Linked DNA regions of Oryctolagus cuniculus: region 2 is linked to region 1. A link is a contact called in public Micro-C data. All regions are on one chromosome and are shown on one strand. Each heading gives the region's core, a stretch centred on a gene start, on an enhancer-like site or on the middle of the called end of the contact. The rest is flanking DNA. Distances are from core to core; before and after follow the strand shown.

Region 1 (4,191 bases), core at 1,142-3,641:
CAAGCACTTGGGCCATCCTCCACTGCACTCCCTGGCCACAGCAGAGAGCTGGCCTGGAAGAGGGGTAACCGGGACAGAATCCGACGCCCCGACCAGGACTAGAACCCGGTGTGCCGGCGCCGCTAGGCGGAGGATTAGCCTGTTGAGCCGCAGTGCCGGCCCCCATTCTCTTCTTTAAAAAGATTATTTATTTGAAAGGCAGGGAGAGAAAGCGCGCTTCTGTCTGCTGGTTCACTCCCCAAATGGCTGCAACAGCTGGTGCTGGGCCAGGCTGAAGTCAGGAGCCAGGAGCTTAATCTGGGTCTCCCATATGGGTGCAGGGCCCAAGCACTTGGGCTGTCTTCTGCTGCTTTCCCAGGTGAATTAGCAGGAAGCTGGATAGGAAGTGGAGCAGCAGAGACTTGAACCAGTGCCCATATGGGATGCCAGTCAAGGCGGCAGCTTCTACCTGCTACTCAACCCTGGCACTTTAAAAAAAATTATTTGAAGTCAGAGTTACAGAGAGAGAGAGAGAGAGACAGAGACAGGTCTTTGATCTGCTGGTTCACTCCCTCCAGGGCCGCAAAGGCCAGACTCAAGCTGTCTCTACATCCTGTCCCACACTTGAGTTTCTGCGACAGGAGAGCAGAATATGTGCCAGTCACTCATTGTTTTCCCAAACCGGTTTGTACGAGTTTTGCTTCTACCCGCATGGTGTGATCTAGTGAATTCTTAGTTCATGAACTAGGTTCATTAGCTCCAGGAGACAGACTCAGTAATCCAGGAACATGACGTCGGCATGGTTTAGCCCAGTGAGACATATTGAGAAACGAAGATAGATGCTTTGGAGAGACTTGAAAAAGGTGACGTCAGCTCCTCACACTGCCACAGAGTTAGATGTGAACAAGACTTCTAGGAAAGACTTGGGGCAGGGGGCTGGCACTGTGGCGTAGTAGTATAGGCTTCCCATATGGGCACCAGTTCAAGTCCCAGTGGCTCCACTTTTGATCCAGCTCCCCTGCTGATGGCCTGGGAAAGCAGCAGAAGATGGCCCAAGTGCTTAGGCCCCTGCTCCTGTGTGGGAGACCTGGAAGAAGCTCCTGGCTCCTGGCTTCACGTTGGCTCAGCATCAGCCATTGTGGCCATTTGGAAATCATAGGATGGAAGACTTCTCCCTTTGTCTCTCCCTCTCTGACTCTGCCTCTCAAATAAATAAATGATCTTAAAAACAAACAAACAAACAAACAAAAAAAAACAGGCAGACTTGGGGCAGAGGAGGGTCCTTAAGGATTCTGCAGACACATTATGGGGCGTGTGCTGTGGCGTAGTGCCTGTGGCACCAGCATCCCATATGGGCTCCCATCCTTGCCCCTGCTGCTCCACTTCCTGTCCCGCTCCCAGATAATGGCCTGGGAAAGCAACAGAAGATGGCCCAAGTCCTTGGGCCCCCGCATTCAACATGAGAGACCCGAAAGAAGCTCCTGGCTCCTGGCTTCAGCCTTGCCCAGCTTCGGCCACTGTGGCCATTTGAGGAGTGAACCATCAGATGGAAGACCTACCTCTCTCTATAACTCTTTCAAATGAATAAAAATAAATCTTAAAAAAAAAAAAAAAAAAAAAGCGTGTGCAAGTGAGTTAGTAAATGAATGCGGGAACAGAGAGGGAGCCAGTGAGAGGCGGCGCTTGCAGGGAGTGCACATGCTCTGTAAGAGCTGCCCTGGGGCGGACCTTGGTCCCCTTCTGTGTGCCCTTGGTCTTGCCCGCCTCTGCCCCTGCACTGTTAAAGGTTAAGTGACTTCTTCTTTCCTCATCACAGGCCCCCCCCCCCCCCCCCCCGCAGCCCCAGTAACCTCCCTACTCCTGGATCAGGGCACGCACACTGGGTGGCATTGGGGTTGCTGTTGCCTCAACTACTGTAAGGGCAGGCAAACAGCCCAGGAGTGGCCATCCTCCAGAGGTCTCCAAGGCTGGCTGCAGAGGATCTAGGGCAAAACCTGAAGTAGGATCCAGATGGTGCTGGGATCCACACTGATGCCTTGTGATCCTGCCTACCAGTACATACTGGCGTTTAACCATTTCACCACCAGTAATAAACTGAGAGTGTGGCTGAGGGATGTGGGGCAAGACATCACCCTCTCTGAATTCCAGGGTCTCCTTCCATCAACTCATGTGCAGCGTCTGGCACAAGGCAGTCGTCCAATAGATCCAGGACCAATGAATGAATGAATGGGAGGGTTAGCGGTAATGAGCGAATAAGACCTTGCACAGAATAAGCCTTTTGGAGGCCCAGAGCCCTTCCCTGTCTCCCGGCCTTTGCGGTGCCCAGGAAGGGGACCTCCCGTGTGGTGGTCCACGCGTGCAGGCTCGCCAGGGCCGCAGATGTCTCAGCCTGTCCAGCCGCCAGGTGGCGCCCGCACCTCCCGCAGAATGGGAGGTGCAGGCCGGGAGGTGGGCGGCAGGACGCGGAGACGCGCGCGGCTCGGTCGCAGCAGGTGCGGCCAGGCGGAGAGGGGCGGAGCGGCGGCAGCAAGTCCAGCGGAGCACTCCGAAGCGGAGCACCCGGCACCCGAGTTGGTCCTTTTGGTAGAAAAAGGCTGATTGGTTGATTGATTTGACACAGGGAGAGGGCGAGGCGTGGGGCAGAGAAGATCTTCCCTCCACTGGGTCACTCCCCAGATGGCCACAACAGCCAGGGCTGGGCCGGGCAGGGGCTCTGTGCGGGTCTCCCCCGTGGGCGCAGGGATCCGACGACTTGGGGCCGTCCTCCGCTGCCTTCCCAGGCCATCAGCAGGGAGCAAGCAGCACGGCGTCCTGGGGCGCGGGCTTCTGGCTCACCTGCTGCACCAGCACACCCGCCTCGGTGATCGTTCCCGCAGCTACTGTAGAGGTATCACGCGTGATCTCTAGCCGCGCGGCAGAGTGCACGTGTGGGTATCAGACACAGAGAACTAACAGGAATTGATGATAAAGGTAGCCCGAGGGTAGGCACCGTGGAAAGCGGGGGCCTCTGATGTTTGACTGGGGCTGAGCGCCGCGTGCCAGGCTCGGCTGTGCCCACGCGGCATGGATGAGCTCATGTAGTCCTCGTGGCACCCCTGCGCGGCGCCTCCTGGGCCCGCCGCCATTTACAGAGGAGAAAACGTGGAGGCGTTCTCCTGAGGTCGGCCTGGGTGGCCCCTGCCCTTCACAACAGGGAGAAACCAGCAAACACAAGGGAGTTTTTGCAAAGTCCAGTGTTTGGTGCACAGCGATCCTCGAATTCTAGTGCACCACAAAATCCTCCGTGGATGGAAGAGTGACCCAGACCCACCATTGTCTGGTTCTGCACGACTTGTGATGGGGCCCGAAAGTCTGCATTTTAAATATGTTGCCTAAGACGCCAGTCCGCAGGCTGCAGGGGCATAGGGAGAGTATGGGGCAGGTGACGAACTCCCGACGGTGTGCCTGTTAAAGGAACCCCCGTGAGCCCCCATCGCGGACCCTAGGAAAACAGGCGCTTGTCTCCAGAGGCGCCACCTCTTGGGATTCCCGGCTTGAGGCCGCGCCGGGCTCTCCCGCCCCGGGGAACGAGATGCTGCAATCCCACCCCGGGCCGCAGGGGGCGCCCGTCTGCTTGCTTCCAACGGGAAGGGTGCTTCTCGGTATCTTTCTGCGCTTGCGCGGCCAGGGAGCCCTACTTCCGGTACTGCGCGCGCAAGTCCTGAACGTGTTCGGTACCAAGGAGGTAAGTAGGAGTGTTTTGTGTGCAGCCCCTTCTCTCCGCGTGACCTTCAGCTAAGCATTCTCCCAGCCCAAGCGTCCCTCCCTCAGCCGCTCCCCGCGACCCCTTTGGTCAGGCATGCGCCCCCGACTCAAGTCTTCCTATGTATGGTCCAGACCACGCGCACACCCAACTCTGCGTCCTCCGTCCGCTTCCTCCGTGCCGGTGTCTGCCCCTAGAGCACTTGGGCGGGGACGAGGAGGGGCGTCTCGGATGGGGAAGAGGCCGCCGAAGCCCACCGCGCGCGCCCTCGCTCCCCTTGTCGCCGCCCTCCGCAGACCGTCACCATGAAGTTCAATCCCTTCGTGACCTCGGACCGCAGCAAGAACCGCAAACGCCACTTCAACGCGCCGTCGCACGTGCGCAGGAAGATCATGTCGTCCCCGCTGTCCAAGGAGCTGCGGCAGAAGTACAACGTCCGCTCCATGCCCATCCGCAAGGACGACGAGGTC
Region 2 (4,175 bases), core at 545-3,044, 170 kb after region 1:
GGTCTCCCACATGGATGCAGGGGCCCAAAGACTTGGGCCATCTTCTACTTCTTTCTCAGGCCATAGCAGGGAGCTGGATCAGAAGTGGAGCAGCAGGGACTTGAACTGTCGCCAATACGGGATGCTGGCACCACAGGCCGTGGCTTAACCTGCTGAGCCACAATGCGGGATGATGCCAGTAAAGCATGTGACAAAGTGCCCAGATGAGGGCCAGTGATACAGAAACAGCAGCCAACAGGCATTCGATTCTCACACTGTGCTGAGTGCTTTTCATACATTATCTCATTTAACCAGCACATGCTGTGAGGTAGGTGCTATTATTATCAGTTACCTGAGGAGGCTGAGCACAGATCTGAGTGGGCTATAGAGCAGGTGCACATGCCAGCAACACATTGCTTCTGTCCTAGGCGCAGTGGGGGGCTGAGCAGCCTGAGTGGGTGTATGGGGAAGGCTGCAGGGACACAGAGGGGTAAGCACATACCCTGCTAATGCAGTGCTCCCCTGCAGGCCGGATGGGCTTTTGAGAAGGAAGTGCCTTTCCATCAAAGCTCCGCCACTTTCAAGTTGGGTTATCTTAGGACAGCTTGCTTGTTTTGCTTTAATCTACTTTCAGCCTGTCTCCCGCTAGGTAAAACTGGGGTATTACCAGTTTTGAGGGTGGTTGTGAGGATTAAGAGAAATGAATGCAGCTGGGCACTCAGGTCCTCACAGTCTGGGCTTGCTTACACGAACTGAGCAAAACTGGATGAGGTCTGGGCAGAGGGAGCTTGGCATCCCACAGCTACAGAGGGAGCCTAAGGATTCCGGGAAGGGTGGGGTGGGGTGGGTTGACTCATGGCCTCGGGGCCCTGTGAACTACTTAGTAGTAAAAATAAAATGGGGAGTGGGCATTTGGCGTGGCAGTTACGTGACAATTTGGGTTGCCACTTGGGACATCTGCATCCCATTCCAGTCCTGGCTACTCTGCTTCTCATCCAGCTTCCTGCTTAATGGGCATCCTGGGAGGCAGTGGATGATGGCTCAAGTACTTGAGTCCCTGCCACCCGCATAGGAGACCTGGATGGAGTTTCTGGCTCCTGGCTGCTGGCTTTTGCCTGGCACAGTCCTGGCTCTTGGAGACATTTGGGGAGTGAATCAGCAGTTGGAAGACCTTTCTCTTCCTCTCAAATAAAATGAAAAAAAAAAAAAAAATTTTTTTTTTTAATTTAAAAAAACTGAGCCAGTTGTTGGCTATTCATTTGCTTGTTGCGGGCTTGCTCTGAAATTATTTCCGTCAACAGAACTACATAAACCTATGATGACCACTCCAGTGACAGAGATTTAATCCAGTTGTACAGAGGCCACAGAAGGGGTGTAGAGCAGGGCACTGACTCATTATCTGTCTTAAAAGGATTCCTCAGACCCTGTGGGATTGGAGGAGTGACCTACCTCGAAGTCCATGCATTAAAAAAAAAAGTTTATCATATTCTCTTTTACTCCATATTTATACTCACTATAGGAAGTAGGAAAAATACAGGAAAATTTAAAGAAACATAAGATTGTTAATTACATCTTCTAGAGACATCCCAATGTATACTTTTTTCTGTGCAAAAAATAAAAAATACGTGGTTGTTAGCATGGCTGATGGAACATGGAAAGAGCCCACTGTTAAGCGTTCCATCTTGTCTTCCTCTCCGTTTTGCTAGGACCCAACTCAGGCCGTTTCCCTGCACGTGTCAGGGACAGTCTCCAAGACGCCGGCCTCTAGGGGGCGCTGCCCGGAGAAGAAGCGGGGAGGGAGAGACGGCGGTGCGGAAACGCGTTTGGATTTGGACACCGCCGCTGTCCGTAGCTGGCGTTCCAACATGGCGGCTCCCCAGGACGTCCACGTCCGGATCTGTAACCAAGAGATTGTCAAATTCGACCTGGAAGTGAAGGCGCTTATTCAGGTACTGATTCCAGGGGCCCTGCCAGGCTTCAGCAGTCGTAACCCAAACTTCGCTGGTGAGCTCGGCGGCCTCACTCCCGAACTGATCCCACTCGGTCAGCGCTCCTGGGCCGTGGGTCGTCTCCCATGGCCGGCTCCCTCCTTGTCCACCCCATGTGGTCTGATCAGGGTGCTCCAGGCTCGCCCTCTCCTGGGACTCCCCCGTATCTGCCGCCCCAGACCCAGCTTCCTTAGTGGTTCCGCCCGGCCCCACCCACGGTCCTGGCCGCCTCCCCGCCCCTGACTACCTCACAATACACCTGTCACCGTGCGCGGCCCCGCCTTCTGACACTTCCTTGCCTGTCATTCGTGGCGTCCTGCAGTCTTTAGCCCCCGCCGGCCAGCGCGGCCGGTCCGGTGCCCTGTGGCACCCAAGGACGCTTGGCACTGGAGATGCTGGGTGAAGGGAACGTGACCGGGCCGATAGTCGCGATGTTGTGAAGCAAGGCCTGGGTCAGAAGGCGGGCAGGGAAAGACAGCCTAGGCAAAGACCGTTACAGGGTCTCCGCTCTGTTTAACAGCTAGGGGAAGCGAAGGGCTTTGCGTTATGCTGTTTAAGGGTAAAAGGCAGTAGTGCAGTAAAGCAGTTGATGAAGGCAAGAGTTAGGAATGCAGAAATGAGTCCTTAAACTCTGGCTTTCCGCAAATCATTTCAGTTGACAATGAGTGTCACTAAACAGATATAGACAATGTGGGTGAAAGCGTAGGGCTCCGCAGGTAAGCCAGACACAGAATAAACCAAAATTAGTGCTTTATCGTATGGAGAAAGAAAGTGTGATTTAATGAGGAGGCCACAGAACAAGTCAAGAAACTTGGTGGAAATAAATTTCTTAAACTTTGCTTCTTCAAAGGAGAAACTACAAAACTTCTGGGCCAATTCTAGAAAAATAAATGTAGTGTTCATACAAATGAAGTTACCTTTTCACATAATTCCAATTGCTTGGGCCCCCTTTTGGGTTCTTGTGCTTGCTAAAGAGAAAGATAGGTTTTAACTGGGTGAATTGCACTGTCTTCCAGCTTCTCTGCTAAGTGCTTTGCGTAGATACAGGGTTTTTCTATGGAGGTGATGTGTTGAAGAAACTGAGGTATGTAGAACTTACCATTTACATAGCCAACAAGTTGCTGTAGCCAGGATTTGAAGACACATCATCTGGTTTGAGAGTCTGTATTAAAACCTGGCCCCTGTAATTCGAAATGCCAAGAAACAAACTCCAAATCTACTTTTTTTTTTTTTTAAGATTTATTTATTTGAAAGAGTTACACAGAGAGAGAAGAGGCAGAGAGAGAGAGAGAGAGAGAGAGAGAGGGAGGGAGAGAGGTGTTCCATCCGTTGGTTCATTCCCTAATTGACCACAATGGTTGGAGCTGTGCCGATCTGAAGCCAGGAGCTTCTTCCGGGTTTCCCATGTGGGTGCAGGGGCCCAAGGACTTGGGTCATTTTCTACTGCTTTCCCAGGCCATAGCAGAGAGCTGGATCAGAAGTGGAGCAGCTGGGACTCGAACCAGCGCCCATATGGGATGCCGGCACTTCAGGCCAGGGCATTAACCCGCTGTACCACAGCACCGTCCCCTCCAAATCTTTTTCTTTTCTTTTCTTTTTCTTCTTCTTCTTCTTCCTCTTTTTTTTTTTTTTTGACAGGCAGAGTGGACAGTGAGAGAGAGACAGAGAGAAAGGTCTTCCTTCTGTTGGTTCACCCCACAAATGGCCGCTATGCCGCTATGGTCAGTGCTGCGCCGATCCGAAGCCAGGAGCCAGGTGCTTCTTCCCGGTCTCCCATGTGGGTGCAGGGCCCAAGCACCTGGGCCATCCTCCACTGCCCTCCCGAGCCACAGCAGAGAGCTGGACTGCAAGAGGAGCAGCCAGGACTAGAACCCCGTGCCCATATGGGATGCTGGCACCGCAAGTGGAGGATTAACCAAGTGTGCCACTGCGTCGGCCCTCCAAATCTACTTTTAAAACATTTCTGTAAACTCTGATTTGGGCTAGCATTGTGGCACAGTGGGTTAAGCCACCTCTTGCAGCATCCAGTGTCAGCCCTGGCTGTTGTAGCTATTTATGGAGTGAACTAGCAGATGTAAGATCTCTGTCTCTCCCTCTCTGTCAGTCTGCCTTTCAAAATGAAAAGATCTTGAAGGGGAGGGGGGAACAACTTTGGCTTATAATAGATGGCTTGCAAAATCAGACTAAGTTAGGTGACAGCATTGTAGT

The links. Hi-C and Micro-C count contacts between places; a contact is called where the count stands out from the background.
Region 2: a Micro-C map of ear pinna shows a contact between it and region 1, with 8 times the contacts expected there. The contact joins the promoter of BNIP1 here to the promoter of RPL26L1 in region 1. A contact is called at or near these places in 2 of 6 Hi-C or Micro-C datasets (ear pinna and an unstated tissue).

What each region holds. Positions count from the first base shown.
Region 1 is chr6:59,493,565-59,497,755 of mOryCun1.1, forward strand. It overlaps RPL26L1 (ribosomal protein L26 like 1), which reads left to right and starts at 2,392. Exons shown (of 4, transcript XM_002710380.5): 1 at 2,392-3,703; 2 at 4,018-4,191. The coding sequence starts at 3,551.
Region 2 is chr6:59,662,388-59,666,562 of mOryCun1.1, forward strand. BNIP1 (BCL2 interacting protein 1) reads left to right here and starts at 1,795. Exons shown (of 7, transcript XR_516447.4): 1 at 1,795-1,928. It also overlaps a transcript of CREBRF not described here.